Regions from separate parts of the Mus musculus genome. Here regions 1, 2 and 4 are each linked to region 3. A link is a contact called in public promoter capture Hi-C data. All regions are on one chromosome and are shown on one strand. The core of a region is the stretch at or near the end of the contact, and the rest is flanking DNA. Distances in the headings are between cores, read along the strand shown.

Region 1 (2,700 bases), core at 149-2,648, 1.0 Mb after region 3:
CTGGCCAATGCAAGCCTCTTATGTTTGATTCATATGATCCTTCGGTACCAAGTACTGAGCTAGATTATAGTCTGATGGAGCTGACATACAATAGCTAAACAATCCCAGTACTATGTACTAAAACCGGAGGGTGGGGGGAAGACACCAAATGAGGTGAGCCCCTGTGCAGGTTGGGCCCAGGAAACTGGAAAATAACAGCTGTCACAGGGAAAACAGGAGGCACGAGGGTGTGGGCTGGGGCATGTGATGTGAGAGAACAGCATGTCCAAAGCGCTGGAAATGAGAGGCTCGTAATGACGCTGTAGTCAGAGAGTGGTGCCAATTAATGCCATTAAATTGCTGACTAAATTCTAGATTCTTTCATTGCTCATTCCCAAGATGGGGAAGGTGACTACCCATAGGATCAACACAAGGACAAATCGGAACAGTTCTCTGCTGGATAGCTCCAGCCCTCCATCCCAACTAGCCCATCTTAGCCCAAGTGCAACGGTTGCTGCACTTGTTCAATCAGCAAACTCTGCCAGAATCTCCAAAGAATCAAAGGATTCCCAAAGGAGACAGGAGAATATTGCCCTGCACATCTCTGATTCCCACATAGAATCCAGTTCAGAGTTTTGTGCAAAATAACTGCACTGTGTCTGCTAAACAGAACGTAAAAGAAATGAATTCATTTGAGGGCATAATTACTGCCTCAACCCACGTCCTCTGAAACCTTTGTCCTTTCTCCCAAACCCACTCCTGCCGCATAAAAGGGCGTCTCCTTTATCCTTATGCCTTTCTGTATGCAAATACCAAGATTCTCTGCGAGGAAGTGGATTTTGAAATCGGAAGATTCTGAGTGGAATCTTACTGGATTCATGGTATTGCGCAAGTCATTCAAACTGGGGCGCCCTAAGCTTACTTCATCTGCAGAGTAAGACTAACAAGCATCTGTTTTATTCGTGTTTATGAAATGAACGTTACCAGGATGAGATGAAAATAGAAAATAGGACAGTTTGTGTAAGGCAATCACCGCTCAGCCTCACATATGAACAGGACAATGAACTGTTAGAAAGGGCCCGGTAACAGGTCTGTCAGCCACCGGCCGGAGTCACCGCAACCCCTGTCTTTCCCGGGGACGCGAAATGCGTAGGAGATCCGAGGTCCCTCCAGACTCAGCCCACGCGGGGCGGACGCAGCGCGGTCCTGCGTCACCGGCGGGTGGCTACCAAGCGGGACCACACATGGTGGGAACGTGAGGGGGCGGAGCCTGCGCCGACGCTGCTGACCAATGGAACAGAGGGAGGGTCCCACCGGGTCTCACCCAATCACAGAGGCGATCCAGACTCCTTGGGGCGGAGTCATGCCAGGGAGAGGCTGCATCATAGGTCGCTGGGCGGGCGCTGGGCGGGACCAACGGGGCGGTCGGGCGGAGCGGCAGACCGAGACCCAGTCCAGGCGGCGATGGCGGCGGCTGCTGTGGTGGCAGCGACGGTCCCCGCGCAATCGATGGGCGCGGACGGCGCGTCCTCGGTGCACTGGTTCCGCAAAGGACTACGGCTCCACGACAACCCCGCGCTGCTAGCTGCCGTGCGCGGGGCGCGCTGTGTGCGCTGCGTCTACATCCTCGACCCGTGGTTCGCGGCCTCCTCGTCTGTGGGCATCAACCGATGGAGGTGAGGGGACCCTATGCTGCGGGGTGGCAACACCAAGCGGACTCCCCTGGGCCCAGGAACTCCAGCCTGCGGCCACTCTGACACAGCGTTTTTGCCCAGTGTGGCCCGCTCTGAACTCCTGGGAGGCCTGGGGGACAGAGGTCCCTCTATGCTGACGAGACTCTCGTCAAAAACGCGAAGTCAACCTGAGGGAGGATCTGCAGCCAGTCCCTGGAAGAATGGGGACTGGGCTTTTAGGGGTGTGCTGTGGGAGCGGAGAAAAGCTTCTTCAAGAGAAGTAGCCCCTCGTGGACCCCCCCCCCCCAAGGGCTTCCCTAAGCCTCGGATTTGTTTGACTCTCCCCCACGCCTCTTTTCCCATCCCGCGTAACCTCTCTTCACAGACAAACGTGGTGGTGATCAGGGAACCTAGCTTAGCATTAGCCGGTTTTAAAAAGACCCCAAGGGCATCATCGGGTAATGGCACTTTTGTGTTCTTGACGCATTTTTTTTAAAAAACATTGATTGGGAAAGGACATGCATGGCATGGCAGTGTATAGAGTTAAAAGGACGACTTGCAGGTTCTCACTCACCATACGGTTCCAGGGTGGAAAGCCGGGTGCCTTTACCCAATGAGCAATCTCTCAGGAGGTCCCCTAACCCATCTGAGAGGATCCCTGTGTAGTTATAACGTTGCTAGAAAGATATTCAAAGAGGGTTGCATCACCCGTCAGCTCTTCCGCCTGTTGTCATGAAGTGTTTTTTAGGAGAGCTGGGCCATTACAGATGAGACTTTTAGGAGCTGATGTGGAAAAACAAGAACACAATATGAAGATTCGGTGATAACTCCCAGGAGGCTGAACCCTTTCCCAGCATGCTGTGACATAATAAATCGGCATCTGATGTATTTTCTCTGTAACCAGTCTTCAGAAACAAGACGTTTTGATACACCATGTTCCCATCACTGTCTAAAGGCCTCCCTGCAGTAGCTTGGTTTGTTTGCATTGTTATGAGAGGTGTTTGCTTATGGCCTTGTTGCACAGATGAGTGAGGTAGTTCCCAGGAGA
Region 2 (2,700 bases), core at 78-2,577, 1.1 Mb after region 3:
GGATGACAATGGAGCACCGGGACTCAAAGCCCTGCACACCAGGGTTTTCTCTTAATTCCTAAAAGTCCAAGAGGCGGCTTTCGGTTTCCATAGCAACCGCTAAAGACCTACAGGCTGATCCTCATCTCCCAGAGAAAGGCATTCCGATCACGGGAGCCAGCCCCAGGCTACTGTTGATGGATCTGCCTCCCTTTATACAACTGGACTTTCCCGCTAAAAGGCCCAGCTTGAGCTGCTGGTGAGGCCCTTACCTTAAAGGGCAGGTCCAAGTTCTCACCCAGTTTCCATACACACATTGAATGCCTGGAATGTGCGTGGAGGTGTGGGAGGTGGGGGCTACCTCCCAGAACAAACAGGCAACTTCAACTTCCCTTGAGGACCTGGGAAAATAAGTAAGAGATGTAGAGAAAACTACATTCCAGGAGGAAGGGCAGGGGCAGGTCTTGAGGTAGAAGACCCGCCACAGCTGGGAGCCTACAGGAGCAGTGAAAGGCTGCCTGCCTAGCAAGTAGCCAAAGGCTATAGGTAGGTTCCTTTCACTCTTCAGGGACAATCTCATCTTGTGTCCTTCGGGTGATGTGAGGATTACCTGAGTAAAGACTTGGCAAACACTTAGCTCAGGGCTTGGCATTCAGTCTGTGCTGAACCGACCGTGGCGGGTCTCCTTCACAGTCCAGAGCTCCCTGCACCCCTACAGGGCAAAAGGCGTGCCGGAGGCCCGCTGAAGGGTGGAGAGAAAAGGGAGGAAGAAATCCAGGCCTTGGAGCCCGGCACAATCACAGCTTTCTAGACAAGAGTGGGGGATGCCTGGCCCTGCCCCAGCGGCAAGGAGGCTCTTGGCCAGCAGGAGGGGAGGTGGCCTTCAAAAGGGCACAGTGCCCGCATCTTCCAGTCTGCTTCTGGGTAGGGCTAAGGGCCAGGGAGGACGCCTGCAGGCTACAGGTGGCCCCAGCAGGCCCAGCCTCCTGTCGTCGAACTGAGCAGGTGTCCCTAACCTCTGGGCCGGACATTCCTATCCCATCCCCACTACCCTCAGCTTCCTAAACTTCCGCGGTGTGTTTGCCAATTCTTTGAGAGTCATCCGTTCCTCCCCTTAGGAATGGAGTCCCAGAGCCAGGAGGGTGCAGGTAGTGGGCACAGGACCACCCTGGGTAGCCGTCCCCAAGGCCTTTAGCCCTCCCCGTGCCATGGTGCAAAACCACCCTAAAAGGGGTTGAAGGTTCCCAGACCGTGCGGTGCAGGGGCGGGGCCCTGCCGGGGGTCTCCCCGCCCCTTCCAGCTCAGCTAAGCAAAGGTGAAACCTGAGCCCAGGTTGGGGGCGGGGCTAGTTCGCGATTCTGACCGGGACCTGACTGCAGGGCGGTCGCAGGAGGAACAGGGCCTTCCCGGAGCCACTGGAGCAGGTGAGGCCAGCTGCTGCGCACAGCAGGGCGAGTAGCCGTCGGGCCCCGCGGTCCAGTGCTCATCTTGCTATGGTCCTTGGTCCGCAGGGTCGGTGATGGAGCCCGCAGCCCGGGGTCGCGCCCCGCCCTGAGTCCCACAGTCATGCTGCCCCGAGGTCGCCCCCGGGCAATGGGGGCCGCCGTGCTGCTGCTGCTGCTGTTGCTAGTGGTTGGCTTCTTCCTGTTCGGCCGGGACCCGGATTGTAAGCGCCGGAGCTGGGCAGGGGAAGAAGGGACCCTGTGTGACCGCTGCCTGCTCACGCCACGTGTCTTTTCAGATGGACTGGGCACAACTGCTACCCTCGATGAAGACCCGTACAGGAGTCGCAACCTCTCCGCCTCCAGCCCGCAGCTTCTACTGCCACCCAAGTGCGAGGTAGTTGTGCCAAGTGCTGCCATCCCCGAGGTTCCTGGCCAGTCCAACCATCTGGGCATTTGTGGGAACCACAGCACCTGACATGTAGCTACCCAGCTGGGATACCAGAGGACGCTTGCAACGCACGCCCCCCACTCCTGTTCTAATTCCTCACTTATGAAATTGAGGCGTTGCATCTAGGCACCCCTTCTCCCCATCCCCACCTCCGCTCGGATGCCAGGTGGGGCTACACTGTTCTAGACCAGGATGGCTAAGCTAGCTAGTAGAAGTTGAGGGCCGCTGCTGACCTAGGTGTCCCCTCCCCAGATGTTGCATGTGGCTATCGTGTGTGCGGGATACAACTCCAGCCGAGAGATTATTACCCTAACGAAGTCCCTGCTATTCTACAGGTACAGACAGGCCTGGATGAGGGTCAAAAACCTGCCCGTAACAAAGCCCCACTGTTCTGAGTTTCCTTTCTTATGAAGGGGGCCACCAGAACATTCCCAAGAGCTCCTTGTAGCAGACAGGGCTTCCTCCCGTGGGGAGAATCCTGTATTGTTCCCGCACAGCCATGTTAGGCTAACTTTCTCCACCCAAAAGGAAAAATCCGCTGCACCTCCACCTGATAACTGATGCCGTAGCCAGAAACATCCTGGAGACACTCTTCCGAACATGGATGGTGCCAGCGGTGGTGGTCAGCTTCTATGATGCGGAAGAACTCAAGGCAGGAAGAACTCTGCGCTCGTGCTCAGCTAGGCCCACCTTCTTCTTCCTTTCAGCAGTGGGTGGTGGGAGAGGAAAAACTCTGTCCTACTAGACCTCCTGGAGCTGAAATCTTTCATCCTTTGGGGGGGGGGGGGCGATGGCTACGTCCTGCTGTGCCACTTGCTATGTTATCTC
Region 3 (2,700 bases), core at 162-2,661:
AACAGTGGCTCTCAACCACAAAGCTGACTCGGAATTACCTGGGACCCTTGTGAAAGCAAACCACCGCAGTTTCCCACCGAGTTGTTTCTGGGTGCCTCAAACCCCAAACATGAACCTAACAAGTTCCCAGGCAGCGATGGGGCTTCTAGGGTGAGAACAGCTTTGAGAACCACTGGGCAGCCTTGCATCCAGCGCCCCACTGGTAAAGCAAGCACATCCACACCCTCCCCTCAGAGGCTTGTACTGCTATGCCAGTGAGATGTGTTGCTAAAGAACTTCAGCAGTTCACAGGTTAATGGCCCTGCTTGTTAACCTGGTAACCTGCCTGAGGCAGATCCATGGTCTGTAGTGCATTGTGATGTGTCAGACATCTGGAGATCTTTGGCAGACCACTTTCTCAAAGAAGAAGCCAGCCATGGAGGTCTCAGGCCCTCTGCCCTCTCCTGCCACCCCTTCACCAGCCTGCTGTACCACAGCTGGCTGGCCTGGGCCACTTCTTCAAGGACCAAAATCCAGAAAAGCTAGGACAAGTATTAAGTATGATTCGAGACGTTGGAATGGTTCACGAACGACTCTGCTGTTAGACTCTAGCCCACGACTTCCCCTCTCTAAAGCTTGGGCTGTGCATCTGTAAAATGGGTGCAAATAATAAAATGGGTACAAATAAAGTAGCCCAGGAGTGGTAGGGACTGAAGAGCAGAGTTTTAACAGCTGTTGGCTTTCATCCTGTCTTTGAGCAAAAGTTCAACCACTGGTAGCTGTTAGTATTTTCAGAAAGTGCTTGGCTCCAGCCGCCTCCACACGGAGACCTGGTCTTGGAACGCGAACGCTCCCACGCCATTCCCGGGTTGCACCAGGATACGCCCGTCCTAGAATGCCAGCGTCGGGGCCCCAGGCTTATAGCCCTGAGCCAGGTTGCTAAGGGGAACAGGCTCGGGGCGGAGCAGAGAATCCCCCGGGAAGGGCGGAGCCGGGGAGTTGCCTCCCAGTTGGAGGCCTAAGGGTGAGCCCCTGGGGAAAGTGATGGACTCAAAGGGGTGAACAGGAGGGCTTCAGAGGACCGCCAGCGGCATAGTTGGGAAGTGGGAAGGATGGGGGAGACCATAGGGGGTGAGACTCCGCAAGGCTGGAAGAGACTGGAGCGGCAGACTTGGGGTCCCAGGTCGGCCTTATCCCCTGGAGGCCCAAAGCAGGCGGAGCAAGGCGCGTACGTGGCCTCGCCTCTAATCTGGAGCTGGAACCAGGCTGCAGGGCTGGGCAGAGCTGGAGGGTTGGCAAAGGGTAGCCAGCTCAGTGTTGTGCTAAGGGGTGTGGCCGTTTGATTGAACCGGGAGGCTGTGGTGGGCGGAGCCTGGTGCTACCTCCCGCAGGGCCCAGAGGGGAACTGTATAGGGGGCGTGTCAAGGGCGTGGTCTTGGGGGGCGTGGCGTGGCCTGACAAGGCCGTTGAGCTTCTGGACTGACTTCGGGAGGGGGTGGCGGGGGAAAACGGAGGGACAGAGCCAAGCTGCGCAGTCAGACTCGGGTTGGGGCGCCAGCTGAAGACGCGGGACTTAAAGCGCGTAGCCAGAACCCAGGCACCAGGTAAGAGAAGCCTGGGGGAGGGGACAGGATAATCGGAAGCAAACTTAGCTTTGTCCGGATTTCCTAGCAGGACCCATTCCGCCAAGCCCGTGGGGCCCGCTTGGCAACAGGTAACAGGCTGGAGCACTTAGTAGCTGAGAAGGGTCGTTCACCTCCGAGTCCCGAACTCCCTAGTTCTGGCTGCCCCACACACCAGCCCTGTGGCCCCGGGCCTGTCCCTGCCCCTAGTCCAGATCTCCTCCGGTTCCAGAAGGAGGAAGTTGATTGAGATGAGCTTCCGAGCGGAATGTGAGGGCTAACAGGTGACAGTCACAGTGGTGTGTGAGTACACTCGCTTTCAGATTGCGTAGCTAGACCTCAGCGACTTCCGCAAAATGTCACTGAGAGAAACGATTTAAGTTGCCCTGGGTTATTGGAAGGAACTCCAAATCCAAAGCAAGGCAGTTTCCGTTCTTTTCCTCCTTCCACGTTCTGAGCGCACCACTGAACTGGGTGGACTTAAGAGTGGAAACCTAGCCAAACTTTTCCAGGTGAGCTGGTTTGGAAGAGGAGCCTGGAGGGATAGCAGCAGAAGAAACTCTCTCTTGGGGTGCATAGGGAGAAGAAGGGGAAACCCTTCCAAACCTGCTCAGAATCTAGCCAAACCCAAGAGAGCTCCTTGCTGTGCCAGGGATTAGGTATTTGTGCAGAAGGGGCTCCACTTCTGATGGTGGGGTGTGTCCTGGGTCCTGGCTGTGCCAAGGATTTAGGCTTTGGGATTCAGCCTAATTGGATTCCACTCCCCTCCAAACCTTAGTTTCCTCATCTGTAACTTGGGGAGCAATGGCCAAACAGTAGTAGCAAGAATTAAGTGAAACTATGTGTACCATGCCTGACAGGCCATTGGGTGCCCAGAAGCCTCACTTCAAAGCTCCTGAGATGTCAGTGAGCAGGTGGTGTGCTGTCTTCCTTCTGGGAAATGAACCCATCTTTGGGGTTTGGCTTGGTTTGGAAGGCTTGTGGGTAACTGCAGCTGTCCCATCCCTGACCTCATCAGAGTCAGAAACTGACACCAGCCATCAACGTCATCTTGTTCTTTTGTGGGTCAGGAAATGTGTTACCTAGACAAAGGAGGGCC
Region 4 (2,700 bases), core at 24-2,523, 1.3 Mb after region 3:
GGGAACTGCGTGCACCGCGGGGCTGGACCAAACGGAAAGAGTCCCACTCCGCGCGCCCCTCCCCCCGCGGCCCGGGGGGGAGGGGCGGCCGCGGCCCCTCTCTGAGGGGCCTGCGAGTCCCCGGCCCGCGCGGGGTCCCGGGGCGGCCGGCCGGCGGCGACGGCGGGAGGGCCGCCCCAGGGTGAGGGGTGCAGGCGGACTCCTCGGAATAACAAGTTGCAGAAGAAGAAGAATAAGCGGAATTTCCCCAACGCTGCTCCGGCCACCCAAGACAAATGCACCAACACACACTCACTCACACACACTCGGGCCCGGCAGCGTCAGCAGCCGCAGCTTTTTTTTTTTTTTTTTAAACCAGATCTCTCAGTCACCAAACAAGATGGTTTTCCCAAAAAAATATTTTTTAAAATTAAATAACCATAATAAAAACTTCCCCCCGACAGCATCCCAGGGGGTGGGGGTGGGGAAGGGGCCCAGGCGGCCATCCCCTGGCCGCAGGCACTCGCGGGGGGCGGCCTCGGCCCGCGCCCCCCGCCCCTGCGGCCCCCCAGCCCGACCCCCCACGGGGACTCTGTGTCGCCCCCTCGCCGCCACCCCCGACGCGCCGCCCCTGTCACCCGCTCTGGCCCTGTACTCAGCGCCCAGGCTCCCGAGGCTGCTCATAAACTTACTTCCAATCTATCCTAGGGAGGGGTGGAGGGCAGAGGGGAGGAAGGGGGGAGACGAGGTATTCCCATTGTCTTTTTTTTTTTCCTGGAGGGGGGGGGGAGAGGAATAGGAAAAGGGCACGCAGGGGGGCGCCCCGAAGGGGAAGTTATTGCTGAAATCTCAAGTTGACTGAGGGGTCCTGACAAGAACACCCCCTTTCCCTCCTCCCTCCCACACACCCCTCCCCTCCCCCTACCTCCCCCCCACAACAAACTCCAAGCAAGCAGCCCCTGCTCCTTCCCAGAGACAAACACCAGAGACAAGACAGAGGGAGAGAGGGAGGGGGGGAAGGGGGAGGGAGGAGAAATAGAGCTACTCAAGAAAAAAAGAGAGAGAGAGAGAGAGAGAGAGAGAGTGAGGAAAAGAGAGAATGGAAAAAGCTGGGATACTGCACCCTCCTGCTGCTGGCTGGCTGTCCCCCCTGGCAGCTGGAGGCAGGAACTCTGAGCAGGAGAAGCAGGAGGAGGAGGAGGAGGGAACTCTTCTTCATGGGGAGGGAGGGAAGAGGCTGGAGCTGCCGCTGCTGCTTCTGCTGCTGCTGCTCTGGGCCTCTCGCACTTTTTAGATATTAGTGTGTTAAGATGGTAGGTTGTTCCCTTCTCCCTCCTCCTCCTCCTCTCCTCTCTCTCACTCACTCACACTCTCTCTCTTTCTCTCTCTCTCTCTCTCTCTCTCTCTCTGGGCTGTTTCTTTCCTCCTCTTCCCCAGGCAAGGGGGGGTGGGGAGGAGGGGGTGGGGGGGAGGAACTGGAGCCTCCTCCTCCTCCAGGAGAGACACACACAGGCCCCGGGCCGGAATGGGGAGGGAGGAATCAGAGCAGCAGGAGAGAAACTGTGGGAGACAAACAAGCCCAACTCTTCATCCTCCTCCTCCTCCTCTCAGCAGCAGCAGCGAGCACCACCAGCCCATTCACCACCCGGCCCCGGGCCGCAGCACCTCCGCCGCCTCAGCCCGGGGATCCCTCCGCCCAGGCCCAGACACACTCGCCCGCGCGGGAGCCCGCCGCGCGGCCCCGCCGGCCCGCCGCCGCCGCCGTGCGCGCCCCCGCCGCTCCCGAGAGCCGGGCGAGAGGGACTGGAGCTGGGGAAGCGGGGACGAGGGAAGAGCGGGCGGGCGGGCGGGGGGCCGGGCGGAGCTGGACCGCGACGGTCCCGGGCCGCCCCGCGCCCCTGCGTGCGAGCCCGTCGCTCGCGGGAGGCGCCGGGGACCCCCACGGGGGCACGGGGCGGCGGCGGGGGCCCGCGGCGGCGCTCGGGCGGGCGGACTACTTGACGTGTCGGTGCGGCGAATTTATTTCACTTTGCCTAAGGAACGGGGTGTGCTGCGGCACCCATTGCCTAGGGAAAAAACCCGGATGTAAAGTGAGTGAAACTAAACTAGAGTGAAGTAGGGCAGCAGCAGCCAAACTCCGGTGCAGCGGCGGCGGCGGCGCTGGGGCCGAGCGGCCGCCAAACTCCCGGCCCGCCGCCGCGTCGCAGCCCCGGCCAGGCCCGAGCCCCGGTCCCCTCCCGCCGTTGAGAGCTGCTGGGGGGCTCCCGAGCAACCCCAACTCCCTCCAGTGCAACAGCAGTTTGCAGGGGTGGGGGTGGAAAGGAGGCAGGAGCGAGGAGGAAGCACTGCAATGGGGGAGCGAGTGGTCCAGGCAACAGGAGAAGATGCAAGCTCAAGTCGAATGCAACATGCAATCCCCGGCCACCCCGCCCCCTTTGCAAATAACTACCCTTGAACCACTTTATTAGCCGTGCCGAGTCCCACTCTAGCTCCGGGGAGGGGCGGGGGACGGGGTCCTTCGCTCACCTTTATTTATTGCTGCTTTCTGCCCCCCTCTCCATGTTTTTTATTCCTAAGTTCTTTTGTTCTAAGGGGGATGATGGCATTTACTTTTCTGCTTTGTGTAGCAGGGCAATCACTGGGAATCGGCCACGTATAATCCGGCGGTTTGTCATATTTTATTAGTGAAAGTATTTTATGCCTAGTCCACCTCCAAGGACT

The links. Promoter capture Hi-C pulls out the DNA fragments that hold promoters and counts their contacts. Capture Hi-C pulls out chosen DNA fragments and counts their contacts.
Region 1: a promoter capture Hi-C map of erythroid cells shows a contact between it and region 3, with 5 times the contacts expected there. The contact joins the promoter of Cry2 here to the promoter of Cd82 in region 3. A contact is called at or near these places in 9 of 39 promoter capture datasets (the 3T3-L1 cell line, the C10 cell line, erythroid cells and 4 more), 1 of 484 Hi-C or Micro-C datasets (liver), 2 of 115 datasets of contacts at active chromatin or transcription factors (bone marrow-derived dendritic cells and pancreatic cancer cells) and 1 of 9 other capture datasets (adipose tissue).
Region 2: a contact with region 3 is called in a promoter capture Hi-C map of pancreatic islet, with 31 times the contacts expected there. The contact joins the promoter of Large2 here to the promoter of Cd82 in region 3. A contact is called at or near these places in 3 of 39 promoter capture datasets (the 3T3-L1 cell line, liver and pre-B cells) and 1 of 9 other capture datasets (pancreatic islet).
Region 4: a contact with region 3 is called in a promoter capture Hi-C map of pre-B cells, with 7 times the contacts expected there. The contact joins the promoter of Phf21a here to the promoter of Cd82 in region 3.

What each region holds. Positions count from the first base shown.
Region 1 is chr2:92,432,767-92,435,466 of GRCm38.p6, reverse strand. It overlaps Cry2 (cryptochrome 2 (photolyase-like)), which reads left to right and starts at 1,398. Exons shown (of 12, transcript NM_009963.4): 1 at 1,398-1,655. The coding sequence starts at 1,444.
Region 2 is chr2:92,369,684-92,372,383 of GRCm38.p6, reverse strand. Large2 (LARGE xylosyl- and glucuronyltransferase 2) reads left to right here and starts at 1,327. Exons shown (of 15, transcript NM_172670.3): 1 at 1,327-1,403; 2 at 1,491-1,645; 3 at 1,721-1,818; 4 at 2,125-2,207; 5 at 2,401-2,524. The coding sequence starts at 1,546.
Region 3 is chr2:93,461,213-93,463,912 of GRCm38.p6, reverse strand. Cd82 (CD82 antigen) reads left to right here and starts at 1,411. Exons shown (of 10, transcript NM_007656.5): 1 at 1,411-1,583. All of the region lies in intron 2 of Gm10804 (predicted gene 10804), which reads right to left.
Region 4 is chr2:92,182,755-92,185,454 of GRCm38.p6, reverse strand. Phf21a (PHD finger protein 21A) reads right to left here and starts at 1,273. Exons shown (of 19, transcript NM_001362829.1): 1 at 1,103-1,273.